Linked DNA regions of Hordeum vulgare: region 2 is linked to region 1. The links are chromatin contacts, called in public Hi-C maps. All regions are on one chromosome and are shown on one strand. The core of a region is the stretch at or near the end of the contact, and the rest is flanking DNA. Distances in the headings are between cores, read along the strand shown. Region 1 holds the start of LOC123452179 (ATP-sulfurylase 3, chloroplastic-like). Region 2 holds the start of LOC123452181.

The links. A called contact is a pair of places that touch in the nucleus more often than the background predicts.
Region 2: a contact with region 1 is called in a Hi-C map of leaf, with 4 times the contacts expected there. The contact joins the promoter of LOC123452181 here to the promoter of LOC123452179 in region 1. A contact is called at or near these places in 6 of 6 Hi-C or Micro-C datasets (leaf, seedling and an unstated tissue) and 1 of 1 datasets of contacts at active chromatin or transcription factors (embryo).

The regions. Positions count from the first base shown.
Region 1 is chr5H:525,054,958-525,058,841 of MorexV3_pseudomolecules_assembly, reverse strand. It overlaps LOC123452179 (ATP-sulfurylase 3, chloroplastic-like), which reads left to right and starts at 1,560. Exons shown (of 5, transcript XM_045128783.1): 1 at 1,560-2,237; 2 at 3,372-3,777. The coding sequence starts at 1,711.
Region 2 is chr5H:525,232,650-525,236,408 of MorexV3_pseudomolecules_assembly, reverse strand. It overlaps LOC123452181, which reads left to right and starts at 1,555. Exons shown (of 10, transcript XM_045128784.1): 1 at 1,555-2,272. The coding sequence starts at 1,824. LOC123452182 (general transcription factor 3C polypeptide 3) reads right to left here and starts at 1,483. Exons shown (of 1, transcript XM_045128785.1): 1 at 1-1,483. The coding sequence starts at 1,329.

The DNA.
Region 1 (3,884 bases), core at 311-2,810:
GTGAAGCACGGATGGTGGCCTTCTTGGGACCCAAGTGGCGACGACTTCCCATGTTATACTTTTCCTCGATGTTGGCAATGGCCGCGAACGTGCTAGCCGCCGTCTCGTTGATCTCCGTGAAGTCGACTTCTTTTTTCGTCGATAGGGCGCGGTTCCGCGAACGTTGACGGCTGATAGTGTGGTGCTAGGCGCGGGAGGAGTGGGCCTCATCTACGGGAGCCTCGCCACTCCTCTGCGAGCTGGCTTGTAGCGGCGAGTTGCTGCGGGATGCGTCGGCTTGGAGCCTCGCCCATGGTACTGACGACATGTAGTGGCGAGGGAGGTGGAGCGACGAATTGCCTGGCTTGTATCCAACATGCTCGACAGTCCACCCAACCGGCTATTATACCCAAGAACTCCTCTTCCTACTCGCCGGATGTCTTGGATAGTGTGGATATTAAGGTGCAAGGAGGAGATGGGGAGTGGTGGTGTGGTGCGATTCTACACCCGGCGTCTGTCCTCGTTTGAATTGCGGACGAACGTGAGAAGCCAACCAACGTTATGTTTAATGTCGTTTGGCTCTCGTGAACCGATGTGGGGACGTAGTCGGTTTTCCGACACGCGTGTTGGTTTAATGAATGTAGGCAGGCAATCTTTAGACGATTGAATGCGGCAAGGAGGTATGTTCATCCCGGCGGGTAGTGGACGGCGCGTCGATTCAATACCGGTAGTGTGAGGTCACGCCTGCCCTGGGCCGACGTCAATGCGGGCAGATGGCGTGGGGCAGAAATGCACACAAGCGAGGAGGAGGGTTTCGAGTGGGTCGCGGTTGCTAGACGGGGAAATGGCAGCGGTCCGGACGCGCACAAATCATCCCTCCCACACTTTGTCTTTGGTTTGCTGTAGAAAGCTTGCCCGGACTGGTCATGCAGACAGATGCAGGACCGTGTTGGATGGCACAACAAGTTCGCACCCCTTAGTCCGGCCCCTTATATCACCTCGGACCCCAATAGCTAGGGTGGCATCTGCGAACTCCGATGGCATTTAAGTGTATTGTGTGAGATCGGGGTGGCATTTTGCAAACTTGCCATGGTAGTCCTTTTAAATTACGGGGAGGTTTTGAAAGAGAACCGTCACCGCCGATCTGATCTGACGGTTTTGAAGACGTTCGTCAGGATTGGGCCCGAGACGAAGGTTCGCGATATAAACATTTCCCTGCGAGCTGAATCAAGAAGGAGCATGCGGGGCATAAACCCCCACGGCGCAAACGATCCGGCCTCGACAAAAGACACATAAGTTCACACGTCACCAAAGTCGTTCGGGACACCAGTCCAAGTCCCAAGTGTCCCTGAAAACAAAAAAGAAATCCAAACCAAAACTGGGCAAAGGCAAGGCGAGGAAGGCACTTGCCAGCCCGCCCCGCCCCGCTCCACATCCTCATCAGCCCCCATTAGCGCAGCCCCCACGTCCCCTTGTCCACGTTCGTCGCGCCCATGGCCTCCGCCCCGCAATCCCATCCAGGTTCACCTCCACCCCCCTCCATCCACCCCCCCTCCATCCACCCCCCTCCATCCACCCCCATTTTTTATACGCGCACCCACCGCCAAGGTCAGGCCGCCAGCCGCAAGGAAAGAGCAAGACGAAACCTGATAAACGCCCCCGATATAAGTAGTCGGGGGGAGGCGGGGGCCGTGACCAGATCGTCAGCAAGAAGCATCAGCACCACCAGCCATGGCGACGCAGGCCGCCTTCGCGGTGAGGTTCCCGCAGCTGGCGCGGCCCAGCAGGGGGCAGGGACAGCCGGCGGCGGCGGCGGCGCGGGTCGCGGTGAGGGGCGGCGGCAGGGCCGCGGCGGCGGCGGCGCGCGGGGTGCGGTGCCGGGCCGGCGGCCTGATCGAGCCGGACGGGGGCAGGCTGGTGGAGCTGGTGGCGCCCGAGGAGGGCGGGCGGCGGGCGGCGCTGCGGCGGGAGGCGGCGGCGCTGCCGCACCGGGTGCGCCTGGGCCGCGTGGACACCGAGTGGCTGCACGTGCTCAGCGAGGGCTGGGCCAGCCCGCTGCGCGGCTTCATGCGCGAGACCGAGTTCCTCCAAGCACTTCATTTCAACGCCGTCCGCGGCGCCGATGGCAGCCTCGTCAACATGTCCGTGCCCATCGTCCTCGCCCTCGACGACGCCCAGCGCCGCGCCATCCAGGCCTCCGCCGCCACCAGCGTCGCGCTCGTCGACGCCCACGACCGCCCCGTCGCCGTCCTCCGCGAGTGAGAACCTATCCCCCCTCTTTTCTCTCTCTCTGTTTTTTTCCCCTCTCCCATGATTAAATGTACCCTAGCTAGTAGTACCAATTTTAAGACATGCTAATTCATAATGTTTCTTTCGGGTAGGAATTGGGGAATTATGTTGTGAGCTTATTTAGGCTCCTGCTGATAATGGTGGTTTCTTCAACCTCAAACTTGTGGATTCACTGTTAAGAGGGCATATGGTTTGCACATTTCGGTAGCTACACAGCTTATCTGTGTACACAATTCTAGTAGCTCTTATCTAAACTTAGTGCTAGTATATACTCCATTTCTTTTACTAAGAATACGGGCAATGATGGTCAGCAAAGTGTGGTGGTCAGCAATTTGCTACCTTAAGTGGCTACTTGACACTCAAACGAAATTCGTATCAGTTTCTGCTTTTGTGGAATGGGGCTATGATAGTGAGGACTTCAGTCATACTTTTAACAGCGTAGTTGTATATGTTGACAATCTTCAGATATCCATGGTATGCCAATCATGCATCATCCAATAGATGATTACTAAAGTCAATAATACCTTCTGTCGTAATAAAATTGATAATACCGTCGGTCTTAGTAAAGTTGACAATACCTTCCGTCGTACTAAACTTGATAATACCTTCGGTCGCAGTAAAGTTGACAATACCTACGGTCGTATTAAAGTTGATAATACCTTCAGCCATATCAAACTTGATAATACCTTTGGTCGTATTAAATTGCATATCTTATCGTATTGTTCCCTTCAATAGATATTCCATTGTGTCGTTTTTTCGACGCCTTTCCTAGTACTTTACAACTTGTGATACCTCGTACTTACATCGCCATGATTTATCTGATTTTTATAAACATCAAGCGCTGAAAATGAAAATGATGCTGTCCTAGAAATGTAGCAACTGGATATCTGAAGTGACATAATGACATCGACGTAGCACGCCTCTATCTGTTGACGCAATCTCCAGTCTTAAGAAGATGTTACACCTGGTTTCCAATGAAAAGGATTTTATGCTGTTGGAAACAAGCATAGCCTATTTATATGATATATGAGTGATTTTCTTTTAGTGTACTGAATGCTCTTCATCTATAACTCATTTTTAACACTCTTTCCTTCTTTCTTCAGTATTGAGATCTACAAGCATAACAAGGAAGAAAGAATTGCACGGACTTGGGGAACAGCTGCACGTGGACTGCCGTACGTAGAGGAGGCGATTACAAATGCTGGTGATTGGTTGATTGGTGGAGACCTGGAGGTTATAGAACCAATCAAGTATAATGATGGCCTGGATCAGTATCGTTTGTCTCCAGCACAGCTGCGTGAAGAATTTGCCAGGCGCAATGCAGATGCAGTGTTTGCTTTTCAACTTCGTAACCCTGTGCACAATGGGCATGCGTTGCTCATGACTGATACACGGAGGCGTCTTCTTGAGATGGGCTACAAAAACCCTGTTCTTCTTCTCCATCCACTGGGAGGATTCACAAAAGCAGATGACGTGCCTCTTAGTGTGAGAATGAAGCAGCATGAGAAGGTACTGAGTTATAACAATCCTACCATCCATTTTCTAAAAAAAGGAAATATGACTCCTATAGCCATAGATAGAAATTAACTATAATCCTGGGTAACAGGTCTTATGGT
Region 2 (3,759 bases), core at 306-2,805, 180 kb before region 1:
TACCATGTAGCATTGAGCAGCTTCCACATATGAACTACCATCATTATGAACAGCAACGTCTTCCATCATCGAGTAAAATTTTAGTGCATACTCATACTGCCCCAAACTTTGAAGAGTGCTAGCCACCTCCTTAACCATATCAGCATTCTCTTTTGAGCGCCCCAAATGCACACCCTGAAGGAATACCTCAGCATGTTTCATATCTCCAAGATAAGCTTGGCAGATAACTTGTTTCGCCTGCAATCGTACGGGCAATTTCTGTCCAGATCCCAACACCAGCTGTGCCTTCTGGATCTGCCCCAGAGCTTCACCATGGGCATCACTTCTCAGATAAAGGGATATCAGCAAATCGAGAAGACCCCAGTCGACGTTTGCAGTCTGAGCATTGACAAATTCCTCCAACAAACTAATGGCCTTATCAACCTGAGCAGAGTCTCTGTACATCTGCGCCGCCGCTTTACGAGCGACGGTGTTGGAAGGATTAATCCCGACAATCTGCTCGTATATCTCCGCGGCCTTGTGGCAGTCACCGAGGGTGCGATATATGTTGGCGCAATCAAACTTGAGCCCCACATCCTCCGGGTCTGCCCTCATTGCCTTGATAACACAGTGCCTTGCCAGAGCAGCATCCTCCTTCTTGAGAGCCAGGTCGATGAGCTTCCTCCACATGGACACGTCCTTGGGCGAGACGTAGGCTGCCAGCATCACGAAGTTGATGGCCTTGTCGATCTCGCCGTTCTCCTTGTAGATGCTGCCGAGCAGGTTGTACGAGTTGGGCAGGTTGGGCGCGATCCGCACGATCTCGTGCAGTATGGGGATGGCCTCCTTGAACCTGTTCTCCGTGAAGAGCAGGGTGGCGTCGCCCAGCTTCTTGATGACCTCGGGGCCGCACCGGTTCCTCCGCCCCTTCGCCCGCCCCTTCCTCTTGCCGTCCTTGGACTTCCGCCGCTTCTTCCGCCGGAGGCCGAACCCCTCCATCAGCTGGTCGAAGAGGTTCGCCGACTCCGCCTCGGAGAGCTCACCCGGCTGCTTCCGCCGCTTGGAGGGGTCGTCCCCCTGCGGCGGCTCCTCGGGGAGGGCCTTCCGCTTGCGCGAGAGCGCCGCCAGGGCCTCGAAGTCCCGGATGCTGACGGTGGCCACGGCGCCGCCGGGCCCCCGCTCCGCCATCTCCACGCACTGCGCCGCGTCCGCCGCGTCGCCGAACTCGTACCCCTCTTCCTCATCCTCGTCGTACTCCTCCCCATCCCCGTCCTCCTGCTCGTACGCCTCCTCCTCCGCCTCCGCCTCCGCCACCGCCGCCCCCGCACCTTCCTCCTCCGTCTCCGGCATCGCCTAAGAACGGGCCGAGGCAAGAGGAAGAAGGAGCGCTGCTGTCGGCGGGGAGCGGAGCAGAGGAGGGCCGGGGAGGGGCGGCCGGCGGCGAGAGCCGGAGGAGGAGACTGGAGCGATGTGGAACAACCAAAACCTTGGAAGGCGACTGGGCCTCTTCCGAAGTGGGCCTTGAGGCCTTGAACACACAGGACAGGCTCGGGTCCGACCGCACCCGAGCCTGACCGCGACCCCGTCCGAGCCGCACCGGCTTCGTCTTCCCGGAGAGCGCGCGGGGCGACCCGACCGCGTGGCCGCCTTCCATTTTACCCCTCGAGACAGAAACAAATCAGAACTCGGTCCAAATCTCAGCTTTAACTTATACGATTCCAGCCCCCGCCCGCTCTCTCCCTCTTCCCCGTTCACACTCTTTCCCCACCCCCCACCCCGTACGAAACCCTAGGCCGCGCCGCGGCGGGCAGCCCCAAAACCCCGCGGCGGACGGTGGCGCCCGCATGGACCCCGCCGCGCCGGACCCCGACGGCGGCGTTCTACCGCCGCGCGGATCCGACGCCGCCGACGTCGCCGGCAACACGTGGGACCTCGCCCCCTTCTCGCCGCCGCCCGCCGCGCTCCGCGGCGGCGAGCTCTACATCTACCGCAACGCATACAACCTCGTCCCGCGCTCCATCGGCGAGTGCCGCGGGGGGCTCAGGGCGCTCAAGTTCTTCGGCAACGACGTCGAGGTGCTGCCCCCGGAGGCCGGGGACCTGGACGGGCTCCAGAGCCTGCAGCTCAAGGTCTCCGCGCCCAGGGTCTCCGGGGCCGTGCTCCGCCGGATGCGGGCGCTCAGGGAGCTCGAGCTCTCCATGGTGCCGCCCAGGCCCTCCGCCTGCTCCATACTCGTCGAGATCGCCGGCCTCAAGTGCCTCACCAAGCTCACCATCTGCCACTTCTCCATCAGGTATGCCACACAACGCCACTACCTCAATTGACACCTCTGCCTGCCTGCCTACTGCTAATTCTGCCGCAGTGCGTCAAATTGCCCGTGGTTAATTTACTGTTCTCGTGTCTAATCAGCCAAATGCTAGTGTTTCGTCTGTGATTTGCTGCGTAAGCATGCTTTTTTTGTGTGTTTTCTAGTGCCATTTTATGTTTATTTCAGTAGCACGACCCTAGGAGAAATGGATGTGTATAAGAAACCTTTAGCAGACTAGCATCTAATTATAAATCTGTGCTGGTTTACTGCAATATTGCCATGCCCACTGTCCAATAACTTCTGGCAACCATGGTTGAAATTGTTTGTTGTGCCTACTTTGAAGTTTTAACATGCACATTAGCTGCTACCATTATGCCTGCAATATTTGCTATGTCTCTTCAGTAGTTTGTAGAGGTCGTTGGTGTTTGTAGGAGCATTCAGTTTACTCACCTTACTTCAACTAGCTGTTCTGAATCGTGTTCCTAGTTTGGCAGTGCAGGGGCACTTGTCAACTTTGTTGTGCAGTTTGATTATATGTGGTTGTTGTAGCTAAGTTACTTTGTATCAACACTGAAAATGTACCGATCTAATGGTCAGTGCAGATGTTTAAAAGTTCAAATGCTTGAATGATGATTAAATGATTTTGTGGTCTAAATTTAGTTGTAGCAAGATTCTCAGTTTCTGGAGTTGAAATTTAGTTGCAACACATATGCCAAGCCCCAGCATTCCAAGCGACACAAAGTTACAAACACAACGATAAGTTATTTTATGATTTTTTTTTCAAACGTTCAGGATATCGGTAACTGGTAGCACATCGGTCGGGATTAGTAGGGAGGGGACCAGGGATTAGCCGGTGGCGACTGCTGCTCGGGGAGGGGACAGAGCCAGCGGGAGCTGCTCAGGGTTGGGATGGCTGTGGCTGCTGCTCCTCCACGAGTGGGAGAAGGGAGAGAGCGGTCTAACCTAATGCCCGTGCAGCTGTGAAAGAAGGGAGGGAACGGGCTAGTTTTGGGCTGAAAATTCTGTAGCAGTTAATTGGCCCAGACAGATAAATTGCCCCAACCAGTTAATGGCACAAATAGGGCCTTTTCGTATCTGGAGGTGTCCGAGTAGTGATGAACTGACCGAGATGCCGATTAACTGGCCGATATTTGGAACAATGAAAAACATGTCAATACTGATGTTGTATGTGATATGCACCTCTTAAGAGGCACATTGTCAATATATGATTGACAAGGGACAATCTTGGGCATCTTGTAAATATGAGTTAGTTAACAAGGGTCTAACTGGAATACCCTTCACATATTCTTTTTCAGTACAGCACAATGAAAAAGATGCAAGTTTGCAAGATCCGAGTTGAAATAGCTTTATCATATGCGACTTTCCTAATTTCGACAGCTGTTAGAACCAAAATTTGTAACCACTGTAATAATGACATCATCAAGTAGTTCACCTTCCACAAGCTTTAGTAT